4 separate regions of the Mus musculus genome follow, and regions 2, 3 and 4 are each linked to region 1. A link is a contact called in public Hi-C data. All regions are on one chromosome and are shown on one strand. Each heading gives the region's core, a stretch centred on a gene start, on an enhancer-like site or on the middle of the called end of the contact. The rest is flanking DNA. Distances are from core to core; before and after follow the strand shown. Region 1 has its middle 18 kb from the start of Gm35155. Region 2 has its middle 18 kb from the start of Gm34637. Region 3 has its middle 11 kb from the start of Gm34637. Region 4 has its middle 12 kb from the start of Gm35208.

Region 1 (2,949 bases), core at 405-2,904:
GCTCAGTGGTTAAGAGCACTGACTGCTCTTCCAAAGGTCCTGAGTTCAAATCCCAGCAACTAAATGGTGGCTCACAACCATCTGTAATGTGATCTGATGTCCTCTTTTGATGTGTCTGAAGACAGCTACAGTGTATTTACATATAATAAATCAATAATTTTTTAAAAAAGAGATGCAATTTACAACGTAGGCAACATTACGTTGTGGAAGACATTTTTTTCTTGTTTATGCTGGGAGGAAAAGAATTAGAGATTCCTAAATATTTCATTCACTCGAGAATCCTTTACTCACCGTTCTGTGATCTACCAAGTGTTGTGCTAGGGCAGCGGTTCTCCACCTTCTTAATGCTGGAGCCCTTAAAATAGTTCCTCTCGGTGCGGTGATCCCCAAACATAACAGCAGTTTCATTGCTACTTCATAACTGTAATTTTGCTACTGTTATGAACCACAATGTAAATATCTGATATGCAGACTATCTAATATGTGATCGCAGTGTGGTCTTGACTCATAGGTTGAGAACCACTGGGCTAGAGAAATGCCTGCAGGCCGAGCGATCATTTCATTCTCTAAGCACTGCAGAGGAGATCATTTCATTCCCTAAGCACTGCAGAGGACTGGAGGCCCGGCAACCAGGTGATGCGACAATGGGGCTGTGGCTTTTGGTAGGACAGTTATTCAGCAGGGAATAAATCAGTGCTGGCTCCAGCCTCTGCCCTTTTATCTGTTTTTCTTTTATACCCTCCCCTCCAAAAGACCTTGAGGACTGCAGTCGATCCCACTACAAAACAGTTACACAATTCCCCAGGAGAAGGCACATTTCCACCTTGGCCGTGAATAAGTCCTTTCTTCTCTCTGACACTGCCCAGTGGAGGCCCAGGCTGGAGGGTTGGGTCCGGTCTGCTCTGGAGGGGAGGGCTGAATAGCTGTTTGCTTTTTCATTAAACAAAGTCTGCTCCGCAGGGCTTGTGGTCACAGGTGCTCCTGGAGCCCGACAGAGCAGGTATTACAATTCTCCTCTGGCATGCAGGTGAACAGCACGCAAGCAGCCTCAATAACGGTGGTCTTTTTTTTTTTTTTTGTGGGGCTGCCGTCCCATAAATGACTTCTTTGAAGAGGCTGCCCGGGGACTGCGGGACCCTCCCTACAGCACCCACTTGGTCACTGGTTCTGAAAGCTAGATTGTCCCACACGAAGCCCTGCCCTTCCTTCTTCGACATTCCTCATGCTGACCATTGTCTGTAGAAAGAGGCCATTGTCTACCGCTGACATATCTGCTGACCGAGCCGCATGAAACAAGGGGAGCTTTGGGGAGAAAGCAATCCACTAGAAATAACAAAACCCCAAGCTCCGCCTCAGAGGAGGCTCAGACTGGCCTGGTCAATTTCCTGATGGCTGGTGTTCCTCCCGGGAGGAAGTGCCCACCACCACGGGAGGGAGGGTCCCTTTTATCTTTGGGTTGGAATGACACCATTCGTGCCTTTGTGTCAACAGCACTGAGAGGCCTTGTGGAGGGTTATGTGGCTAGTGCTGAAGAGAGCTTGTTTGAAGAGGGAAAAAAAAAAAACCTATCACAGAATGATGTTTACCCAGCAGGCTGCTCCTGCCAATGCAGACTCTAATGCCCGCTGCAGTCAGATATACCCGCTGCCCAGGCTGTTTTGGCTTGCCCTTGGCCTTGGGTGCTGTCGGGCCAGGAGGGCAGGCAGCTGGCAGACACCGGAGGTTGGTGCCAGCTATTAACCATGGAAACTCGCCTCTGCCCTGCGTAAACAGCCAGGCTCTCTTCCAGCCTGCCCCACCCCCAGCTTCCTCCCTGCTCCTATCCAAAACTAAAGGCTCACTATGCCTGGGACCGCAGAGGCTTCGGAACCTTGCCGGTGGCCTGGCCACCGGCATGTGTCTGTCAAATTTTAAAATATACTCACTTTGGTTCAGGGGAAATGTTTTCGGGGATTAAGCAGCAGAGGCCCTTCTGATTCAAAGGGTCACCCCCAGGACCTGGGCCAGGGGCTCTTTAGAAATATGGATCTCAGCCTGGTGAGGCAGTGTAAATGAGCGTCTGGATCATAGGAGGAATTCTGGGGCTACATACAGGTGGAAGGAAGGACCAAAGGAACGAAGGGACGAAGGGAGGGAGGGAGGGAGAGGGAGGGAGGTAGAACGGGAGGGTAGAAGAGAAGAATCCCAGGCCTTATCCTGCTGGTTCAGAATTTGCATGTTAACCAGAGCTGCTATATCTGTACTCGCCCATTCAAGTCTAAAAAGCAGTGATCCGATCAAATAGGTTCTCATACTGTCCACCAGGATCCCCTGGTCCTGGCGTCTCAGACCTAGAGAACAGACCGAGTTGCTCCGTTCACACTGTTAAGAAGCTGTGGCTTGAGCGCAACCAAGACTGGCGGAATAACCCATACAATTCCTTAGGAAACCCATGACACTCTTTCACTGGCCCCAGGGTGAGAGATGCCCTTTGGTGCGTCTGATGTAGTGAGAGAGTGTGTTAGATGGCATCTTCATCAGGAAGTCTCCCTGGTGTTCTAGAAGAAGCCTATCTGTGACCCTAGAGGTTGACGCTGTATCATCACGTTCTCCTCTGATTACAGGGGTGTGGATCTCTGCCCTCGCATCTTCTTAAAGTGAGTTGGGTGCTAGAATTTTAACGTTTCCCATCTAGTCCCCATGCCCAGGCTCTTCCCAGCCACTGTGGCTGAGCTGAACCTCAGTCCCCTCCATCCACATCTGGCAGGCCTAACCACTGGGAAGTCAGAAGGTGACTGTATCTGGAGATGAGGTTTTAATGCACGTAAGATAGTTCAAATGACACAAACCCTAAGCCAGGGTTCTCAATCTCTGGGTCACCACCACTTTGTGCATAGAAGGACCCTTGCACAGGGTCGCATATTAGATATCCTACATATCAGATACATGTATTACAATTCATAACAGTAG
Region 2 (2,912 bases), core at 102-2,601, 160 kb after region 1:
CCCCCCCCCCCTTCACCCTGGAGCTTTAATACTGACTTTAATGAAGCTCCGTGCTGACTCTTCCTGGAAGAGTTGTACTGCTGTGACTCCCTGGAAGCACTCTCTCCCCAAAGCAAGACCCAGCCAGTAGGGCATGAGAGGAAAATGTAGCTCAGGACAGAGCTACAACTACTTTCACAGAGATTCCGGTCCCCCAGGGATAGACTTTGAGTTCGCCATGGTCAGATCCCTCAGCAAAGGGAATGTGACGGAGGCTGGCAGTGGAGGAACACGGTGTTAGAGAATGGTACCAATGGAAAATGGGGTTCAGCAAGAAGAAAGCAGTGGGTGGCTATCAGACAACTCTCGGGACACCCCGAAGTGGCAGTTCCCATTCAGAAAGTAGAATGACTTTGCTGTGCTTTAGGTCTCATCCACACAGCACAGCATCTCTGTGTCAGGGCTCTTCTCTCCCGTGGCTCTGGCCCATCCCTCTACTGTTTGCTGCGAGTCCATTGCTTAGCCTCTCCATCAGTCTTATATTTTTCTCTTTACACATCGGCCCGATGGAGGCGGGAGTCTGCAGATCCCAGAGCCCCTTTTGTCTTCCTCAGATGAGCACAAGAGAGCTAGTGTCTCATATATATTGTTTGTGTGAGTGGATTGGATTTCGAGTGAAGGTACATCCCAGGGTGATACATCCACAGCAGGACAAGCTCCAGTGTCTGAGTGCTTCAGGAGCAAGGGTCCCGTGTGGCTTGCTGGAGGATTGAAGATGTGTTTCTCTGGTTTTCACTCTTCTGAAAAATGAGCAGGAAAAAGCAGTCGTAATGATAGCTGGCCTTCACTGGGCAGTTTCTAGTTGTTGGTTACTATTATACATCCTCCCACCTGTGTCTTATTGTAACTGCCACCATAGTACCTAGAGTCAATTCCTGTGACAGGGAGGATACTGTCATTTGTCCTAGGCCACAGAGCACACATCCCTCCCCCAGCCGAGAGCCAGAGCATGTGATGCTGCCTTCTCTGCGCTTGAAGAGTGCCTGGCCTGGGTGTGGTAACTGCAGGTGCCTGGTTTTTCATTTGTGTCATGGGCCGGTGGGTGTGGGTGCTGGAGGGAGATGCCAGCCCCTTGGGAAGAATATGCAGGAAAACCCTCAGACCACCTGTTAGGAACACCCATCTCGCTAGGCTCCGGGGAGCCAAGATCCCTGCGACACCACCACCCCACCGGAGGAGCTGCTGCAGCCTGGGAGGCTAAGCTCTCAAAGTGCCCGCACCCCCACAGTCAGTTCTCAGCATCAGCTCTGCTCCTGCAAGCTCCTAATTAAGTTAAAAGGGGATCCAGGCCCCTGGGTGCTCCTTTCTCCAGGAAGCATTAGAAAAATGCAGGGAGGGAAAGAAGTTCAAGGTTGGGGTATGTGCTGCCCTTGGTTCTGCTCAGGAATGTCTTAGCTGATTACACGGCTCTCATTTCAACAACACTAGCTTTGTGTCCTGGCTATGGGAAGACTCCTCTCTGTCATTGCTGTCGCCTCTGGAGGGTCACCCTGACAGGGAAAGCGCATCTGGAGAAAAAGTTTCCGCCAGATTTGAAATGCTTTCATGGAGGGGATGGGGTGCTTTCTTCAGGAATTTATGCTTTTTGTGCCCACCCCTTTCTCCTCCTCTTTTCTGGGGGTTAATAGTTATTGTGGGCTCTCCACACTTTAAGCAATCTGGTAGAGTTGTGTGCTCGTGGCTCCCCCTTTAAAATGGCTGAGGGTTCTGAGAGACTTCCAGTGTGGAAGACATAGGCACATCTCCCATGGGCTCTTTCGGTGAAGGACCTGGAAGCTCACTGCACCCTACCACTCCAGCTGTGAGGCTCTGACCATGGGCACAGGCTGGATGTATCCCTTAGCTCTGCACAGCTGGTGAAGTAGATGGATGGCAGCTTGTCCCAAAGACTACACAAAGCCAGGCCGAGCCTTTCTCTCTCTGCTTATCATCAGTCTTTTTTACCTCTCTGGAAATTCCTGTACACACAGCAGAAGGAGTCTTGACATGACTACGTGATCTTCCACCTTGAAAATCACAGTCCACTTGAGAGATTGAACTGGCCGATAGAAGGAAACGTTAGCCTTTTTGTGCTCTGCCAGGGAGGAGGCTCCTGGGAGCAGGGATTCGGAGGTGAATCACAGTGTCAAACATTTATCTAGCTTTGACTTCCATTCCAGCCATGGTACTTAGCCTGTTTTACTTATTCAGTCTTCAGAGGGGTAGCCACTTCTAACTATAGCAGGAAACAGATGCTGAGAAAAGTATCTGAACTCTTCATAAACACTGGTAAGTGGTCAAGGTGCATTCTCAAGCTTGGCTTACCTGACCTTCGGGGTTGGTTTGGTACCGCATGCCCCATGCTACAGAGTACCATCTCCCTACTTCTCCACCACACCACCAGGGAGCATACCATGTCTTGGAGCAGCCATATATGACCAGGCACAGCCATTCAAGGCAAAGGGTCAATATGCTTATAGGGGTGAAAGCTGCCAGCACTGCCATGGCTCAGAAGTGACAACCTTCTCTGTGGGCTGCATAGAATTAGGGTGGAAAACTTAGACCTTTTTTGTTCTTCATCCTGGTCACATCTCTCCTCTTGTGTCTTCACAGCCAACTTCATGACTATACTGGCTAGTTTTGTGTCAACTTGACCCAGCTGGAGTTATCACAGAGAAAGGAGCTTCAGTTGAGGAAATGCCTCCATGAGATCCAGCTGTAAGGCATTTTCTCAATTAGTGATCAAGGGGGAAAGGCCCCTTGTGGGTGGGATCATCTCTGGGCTGATAGTCTTGGATTCTATAAGAGAGCAGGCTGAGCAAGCCAGGTGAGGCAAGCCAGTAAAGAACATCCCTCCATGGCTTCTGCTTCAGCTCCTGCTTTTTGACCTGCTT
Region 3 (2,806 bases), core at 30-2,529, 130 kb after region 1:
TCGTTGGCAGCGCCCACGAAAACCAGCTGTACTAATTGTTCCTTTCCCCAGGTCCAGGGGCTCTCAGTGAGTCAGCACTAGGTTGTCTTGGAGTTCCTGGCAGTGTTGTCCATGACAGCACCACCACTCTTGTCCATGCCAGTCCTCTGTTATTTCCCTGCCCCAAGTCCCCACGGCTATGTCTGCTCCACTGCCTGAGACCTGCTTTCCGAGATCCCTCACAAGACACTTGACTCCAGGGAGCACTCCTGGTACCACAGATCTGGCAAGATAACCTTCTCTGTGTTCACACAGTGCTAGTCCTCCACTGTGGCCATCCCTCATATTTATCCTGATATTGCCTCCTCCCTCAGACTGAGAACACTCTGAGGGTAGTGGATGGCCCCTGGTATCTCTATGCCCAAGCTGGACAGCTACAAAGCTGATCAGATAAGTGACTGTGCTCCAGGAACAGATAAACCCAGAAATCTTAGCGGCTCAGGACTTTAAGGTTAATTTCGCACATTCAAGTTCATTGCTGGTCTAGCATTTTCCTCTGCTGTGTCTTTTTGAGCATTAATCGCCATTGAGCACCTGGCCTCCAGTCCCAGCATCCTTCTGTCCACTCCTATTGTCCAGAAGCATCCATGTGACCTAGGCTACTCACAAGTGAGCCCTGGGTAATACGGGAGCTTCAGAAAGCTCTAGACCTATCTGAGAAGGGCTTGTGGAGGTAGGGAAGGACATCCCCACAGGCAGAGAGGAGGCTTCCTCGCAGGCTGAGTGAAATGAAGCTACATCCCTGTCACCTCAGTCAGAGACCTGAGTTCAGATGAAACTCTGCTGCTTGAAAACAAGGGGCAGGACCCTGGAAACGCCCGATTTAGCCCTGTCAGTCTCCAAGCAGCACAGTGTTCCCAGCTCTCGGAGTCCTTTGTCCTCTGTAAGCTCCCTTAGCCTGCAGAGGTGACTTCTTTATTCTCTGAGCTGCTATTTATAACTTCCAAAGCACCCCTACTCCTTTGGTTCTGTATCGAGGTTCAGAAAAAGAGCCTCTCCCCCCGGCACCCCCCGGCACCCCCCGGCACCCCCCCCCCGCACTCCCCCACCCCATTGCCAGGCCTCTCTCCCCCAGAGCAATCCCGTAAATAAAGGATGAAAGGCCCCGTAATTATTACCATTCGACAACACAGAGACTGTCAAAACCAGGAGTCCAACAAAGGCCTGTACATAAATCACAGCTGATACAATGGCTCTTAGCTGAAGGGGAGAGGGCTTAGAGTCTCAGCGCGGCTGAAAGGAGGTTTGTGTCTGGGGGAGGAGTCACGGGAGTCACGCAGCCCTGGGGAAAGAGATAGGCTGAATGTCTGAACAGAGTGCCAGCCTCATCAACGTGCTAACACACCAAAGACAGGGTAGCTATTGAACGGAACTCGAGTGAAAATCCCGGGAAAGACTCCAGATGTGGCATCTCCACAGTGCTGGTGAGGTTACACCGCATCAGCAGGTTACAGTCTAGCCTGGCAGGGTGTTGTTCCCTACAAAGATACCCTGGCTTGCAGCTCTGCCAGTCAAGAGCCGCCTACAGCCGGGGTGTAGACCAGGGTTTGTGGAGTCAGCAAGGGCTCTCTGGGTTTGAAGAGAGATCAAGTGGGCTGGGCTGCCGGCTAGCTTCCACAGTGTGTGTATGTGTGAGTGGGGGCGTGTGCGTGTGTATGTGTGCTTGCCTATGCCTGTGCTTGGAGGTGAGGTTGCAGGCATTTTCTGATAGGCAGAAAGGAGGATACACTCCTTGGTGACAAATGCTATTGCTGAGCCAAGCCGGATCTCTTCAGTACTTGTCTGTGCAACGGAGATTTCTTGATAACATTGAGAAGCGTTGTCTTCTGGGTCAGAGTTTACGTCTTTGGGCACAATTATTGCTTTTGAGTTAGCCATTCGGTGGTCCCTTAAGAACTCAGTCGAGGGGCTTGGGAGATAGCTCATCAATAAGCGCTTACCTTGGGAGCACAAGGACATGATTCCCAGAACTCACATTAAAAACAAGCTGGGTGTGGTTGTGCACACTTGGAATCTCAGTGTTAGGGAGGAGGCAGGTGGGTTTCTGGGACTTCTTAGCCCACCCCCTCAGCAAGTTGCAGAATGCTAAACTATCTGCCATTTAAAAAAAATGTAGAGAGCACCTGAAGATTGCCCTTTAACCTCCAGCTCCATTTGCATATATACGCATAAACAGGTATGTACACAAGTGTGCCTGAATCCACATGAACATGCGCATACATACATGCAAATGCACACGGAATTCAGTGGCTTTAACAGATTGCTGGTGACTGTTCTTATGCATCATGTACTGCTTGGTATTTATGAATTTCAGATGGATTTCTTTATCTGAAGAAATTGTCCTTAACATATAAACAAAGGGAAGGAGTTAGATACAGGTCCAGAAGCCATATCGTGCATGACCAGTGTAGACAGACACCTACTGGAGGTGTGCTGAGAAGCACTGACTTTGGAGACCACTCATATGATGCTCCTGGATTGACGACACTGGGTGCCATTGACTCTTTCAGAGCTTCAACAGTGTTGGATTGTTAATAGGACTGTAAGGATGAAAAAAGAATCCTGGGGCCAATAAAATGGCTCAGAAGATAAAGGTGCTTGCCACACTTGCTTGATGACCCAAGTTCCATTCCTGGGACCCATATAAGGGTGGAAGGAGGCACACATTCGTTGTGTGTGTGCTCCACACACCCTTGTATACACACACACACACACACACACACACACACTAGCAGCAGCAGCAGCAGCAACTACAATTTAAGAAGGA
Region 4 (2,776 bases), core at 32-2,531, 190 kb before region 1:
TACGGTGACCCTACGGCGACATCCTCTGCAAATACAGAAGTGGCCAGGAGACAGTGATGAAATGAAATCCCAGAAACTGCTCAAACATTTTGTGTTTAATTGTGTGCAGAATGATACCAAACTGTCAACATCTTCCCCCTGATCTAGACAACCTGAGATCTTAACTGAGTATGTGCTCAGTTCTGCTGCAGAGGCAAAGGACAGAGCCCACCATGCTCCATGGACCTGGAGTAGACACAGTGCCTTCCAGCTTCTGTGAGCTTGGGTATGGAGTGGACTTCTCATTTTTATTCTGAATCTCACTTTCCTCCTGTGGAAAGTCATGGTCTCTGGCTGGGAGGTTTGTGGTGAAGATTTTAAAATGCTGTGTCAAATACATTGTAAGCTGTGAAAGTCTCATCAAATGTGCCTTCATTGAATGAGAAAAATAGATGTGAGTTGGGCACACGGGGCCTGTCCGGTAGCACAGTAGTCAGCTTGAAAGGACTGATACATACTTACACTGTTATTGTCACTGTGGTGACTTTCTAACCAAGCCCAACTTTATGAAGACTCAGAACGGATCAGGTGGATTCCCTTTGATCCTACATTATAAATACTATCTCTCTACAGACAACTGTATTTCTAAGTGACCACTGAAACACTTTCAGTTTTATAATCTTTCAGAGTCTTGCCACCACTGTCTAGAGGTGGCACTTACCTCCTTCCCTGAACCCCAGCCCCGAGGGACACTGTGACAACCTTGTTGGATAAGTGTTATAAGTGATGCCCTGTGGAAGATGGATGACGGGTGGTACCTGAGGAATGATGGCCAAGGTCACTCTTTGGCTTATACACACATATGCACACACATGCACCAGTACTCATACTCACGCAGAAGGAAAAAGAATGAATGAACAAATGAATGAGATGAAGGGGAAGGAAAGGAAGAGTGATACCCATACATGATTTTCAGGCTAGCTCATAAGTTTCTGAATCAGTCACCATGCTGTAAAGGTGCCCAAACTAGCTAGATAGCTGGACAGTCAGAAGAAAAAGAGAAACTGAGAGAGACCTCAGCCAAGAGCCAGGGCATCATTTTCTAAACATGCAAGGAAGCCAACCTCTGAATGATCCAAGGCCTCAAACTTTGAGTCCTCTTAGATGACACATCACAGAAGAGTTTGTCTCTGCCCCACTTGCTGGGGTGAGAAGAGAAAATCCAGTCTTCCTGCTGTTTTGTTTGAATTCCCAACCTCCGAACCGGCAAACAAATACTTGTTTTGTGACAGTAAGGTCATAGTCCTGTTTGGTGCAGTCATAGTAACTGTGACCATCTATGTATCCCTGGACTATGGACAGCCTAAGGAAGGAGACTGGATTATTTTCTCCCATATTAAACAAGCTGAGCAGGGGACAACCGGGAAACAGTGGGGGCCATGTCCTTTTAAGGACATTCAATGGCACTTCCTGTGATGGTTTTTATATGCTTTCCCTAAGGAGTGGCACTATTAGAAGTGTGGCCCTGTTCAAGTAGGTATGGCCTAGTTGGAGTAGGTGTGTCGCTGTGGGTGTGGGCTTTAAGATTCTAGTCCTAGCTGCCTGGAAGTCAGTATTCTGCTAGCAGCCTTCAGATGAAGATGTAGAACTCTCAGTTCCTCCTGTACCATGCCTGCTGGGATGCTACCATGATTCTGCCTTGATAATAATGGACTGAACCTCTGAACCTGTAAGCCAGCCCCAATTAAATGTTGTCCTTACAAGAGTTGCCTTGGTCATGGTGTCTCTTCACAGCAGTAAAACCCTAACTAAGACACTTCCCATGGAATGTGTCGTGGCTCAGTGAGACCAGGGTTTCCAAGACCTGGATGTGTTACATTCATGCTTTTTGTCTATAAATATTTACTGAATGCCTAATGGTGAAAAGAGCTGGCTGGCTGCTCAGACTTAGATAGAATGGTAGACAGTGTCACTGGTGACTGACTACTCAAAGCTCTTGCAGCTACCTGGAAAGGGGGGGGGGGCTAGGGAATAGATTACAAATTTTAAAAGTACACAGAGTTATTCTAGATTAGGATAAACATATGTTCAAGACCTGGGGTGTCTCAATTCAGGGATTTTAAAGAACATGTTTGTTTGGGTTTTTTGGTTTTGGTTTTATTTTTTTGTTTTTGTTTTTTGTTTTTTTTTTTTTGTTTTTTGTTTTTTGTTTTTGTTTTTTTTTCCTGAGACAGGTTTCTCTGTGTAACCCTGGCTGTCCTGGAACTCACTCTGTAGACCAGGCTGGCCTCGAACTCAGAAAGCTACCTTCCTCTGCCTCCCAAGTGCTGGGATTTAAAGGCGTGTGCCACCACTGCCTGCTGAACATTTTTCTTTGACTGGCACTGGAGAAATGTAGCAGTGGTTAAGAGCATTTACTGCTCTAGCACAGGACCTGGGCTCAGTTCCCCACCTTATATGACAGCTAACAACCATCTGTAACTCCGGTTCTAGCGAATCTGGCGACCTTTTTCTGGCCTTATCAGGCACTGTAGGAGTTTGATGCAAAGATATACATACAGGCGAACACCCATACATGTAAAATAAAGACAAGTAAATCTTTTTAATTTTTATTTTCTCTTTGATAATTTCATACATGTAGACTTTATTTTGGTCAGATACTCCCTACTCTCTGCCACATGTCTCCTTCCTAACTTCATGTCCCTTCTAATTTTTTTTAGCTCAATATGTACATGGATATAGAGTCATCTGTTGGAACATGAGCAAACTACTACCTTCTTTCTCACGTTCGCATACA

Evidence for each region. A called contact is a pair of places that touch in the nucleus more often than the background predicts.
Region 2: a Hi-C map of Sertoli cells shows a contact between it and region 1, with 2.8 times the contacts expected there. The contact joins two enhancer-like sites. A contact is called at or near these places in 2 of 484 Hi-C or Micro-C datasets (Sertoli cells and nephron progenitors) and 1 of 115 datasets of contacts at active chromatin or transcription factors (pancreatic cancer cells).
Region 3: a Hi-C map of Sertoli cells shows a contact between it and region 1, with 3 times the contacts expected there. The contact joins two enhancer-like sites. A contact is called at or near these places in 2 of 484 Hi-C or Micro-C datasets (Sertoli cells and myocytes) and 3 of 115 datasets of contacts at active chromatin or transcription factors (embryonic stem cells, extraembryonic endoderm stem cells and neural progenitor cells).
Region 4: a Hi-C map of liver shows a contact between it and region 1, with 4 times the contacts expected there. The contact joins two enhancer-like sites. A contact is called at or near these places in 5 of 484 Hi-C or Micro-C datasets (all in liver) and 4 of 115 datasets of contacts at active chromatin or transcription factors (embryonic stem cells, extraembryonic endoderm stem cells, liver and 1 more).

What each region holds. Positions count from the first base shown.
Region 1 is chr12:12,809,071-12,812,019 of GRCm38.p6, reverse strand. No RefSeq gene overlaps it. Among named protein-coding and RNA genes, the nearest start is that of Gm35155, 18 kb to the left of the region's middle. Within about 2 kb of position 1,654, at least 161 of the 459 cell types and tissues checked have an H3K27ac peak or open chromatin away from gene starts, as enhancers often do. A contact at or near this core is called in Sertoli cells, liver and neural progenitor cells, where this site is marked.
Region 2 is chr12:12,650,895-12,653,806 of GRCm38.p6, reverse strand. No RefSeq gene overlaps it. Among named protein-coding and RNA genes, the nearest start is that of Gm34637, 18 kb to the left of the region's middle. Within about 2 kb of position 1,351, at least 9 of the 459 cell types and tissues checked have an H3K27ac peak or open chromatin away from gene starts, as enhancers often do. A contact at or near this core is called in Sertoli cells, where this site is marked.
Region 3 is chr12:12,679,319-12,682,124 of GRCm38.p6, reverse strand. No RefSeq gene overlaps it. Among named protein-coding and RNA genes, the nearest start is that of Gm34637, 11 kb to the right of the region's middle. Within about 2 kb of position 1,279, at least 117 of the 459 cell types and tissues checked have an H3K27ac peak or open chromatin away from gene starts, as enhancers often do. A contact at or near this core is called in Sertoli cells and neural progenitor cells, where this site is marked.
Region 4 is chr12:12,997,841-13,000,616 of GRCm38.p6, reverse strand. No RefSeq gene overlaps it. Among named protein-coding and RNA genes, the nearest start is that of Gm35208, 12 kb to the right of the region's middle. Within about 2 kb of position 1,281, at least 4 of the 459 cell types and tissues checked have an H3K27ac peak or open chromatin away from gene starts, as enhancers often do. A contact at or near this core is called in liver, where this site is marked.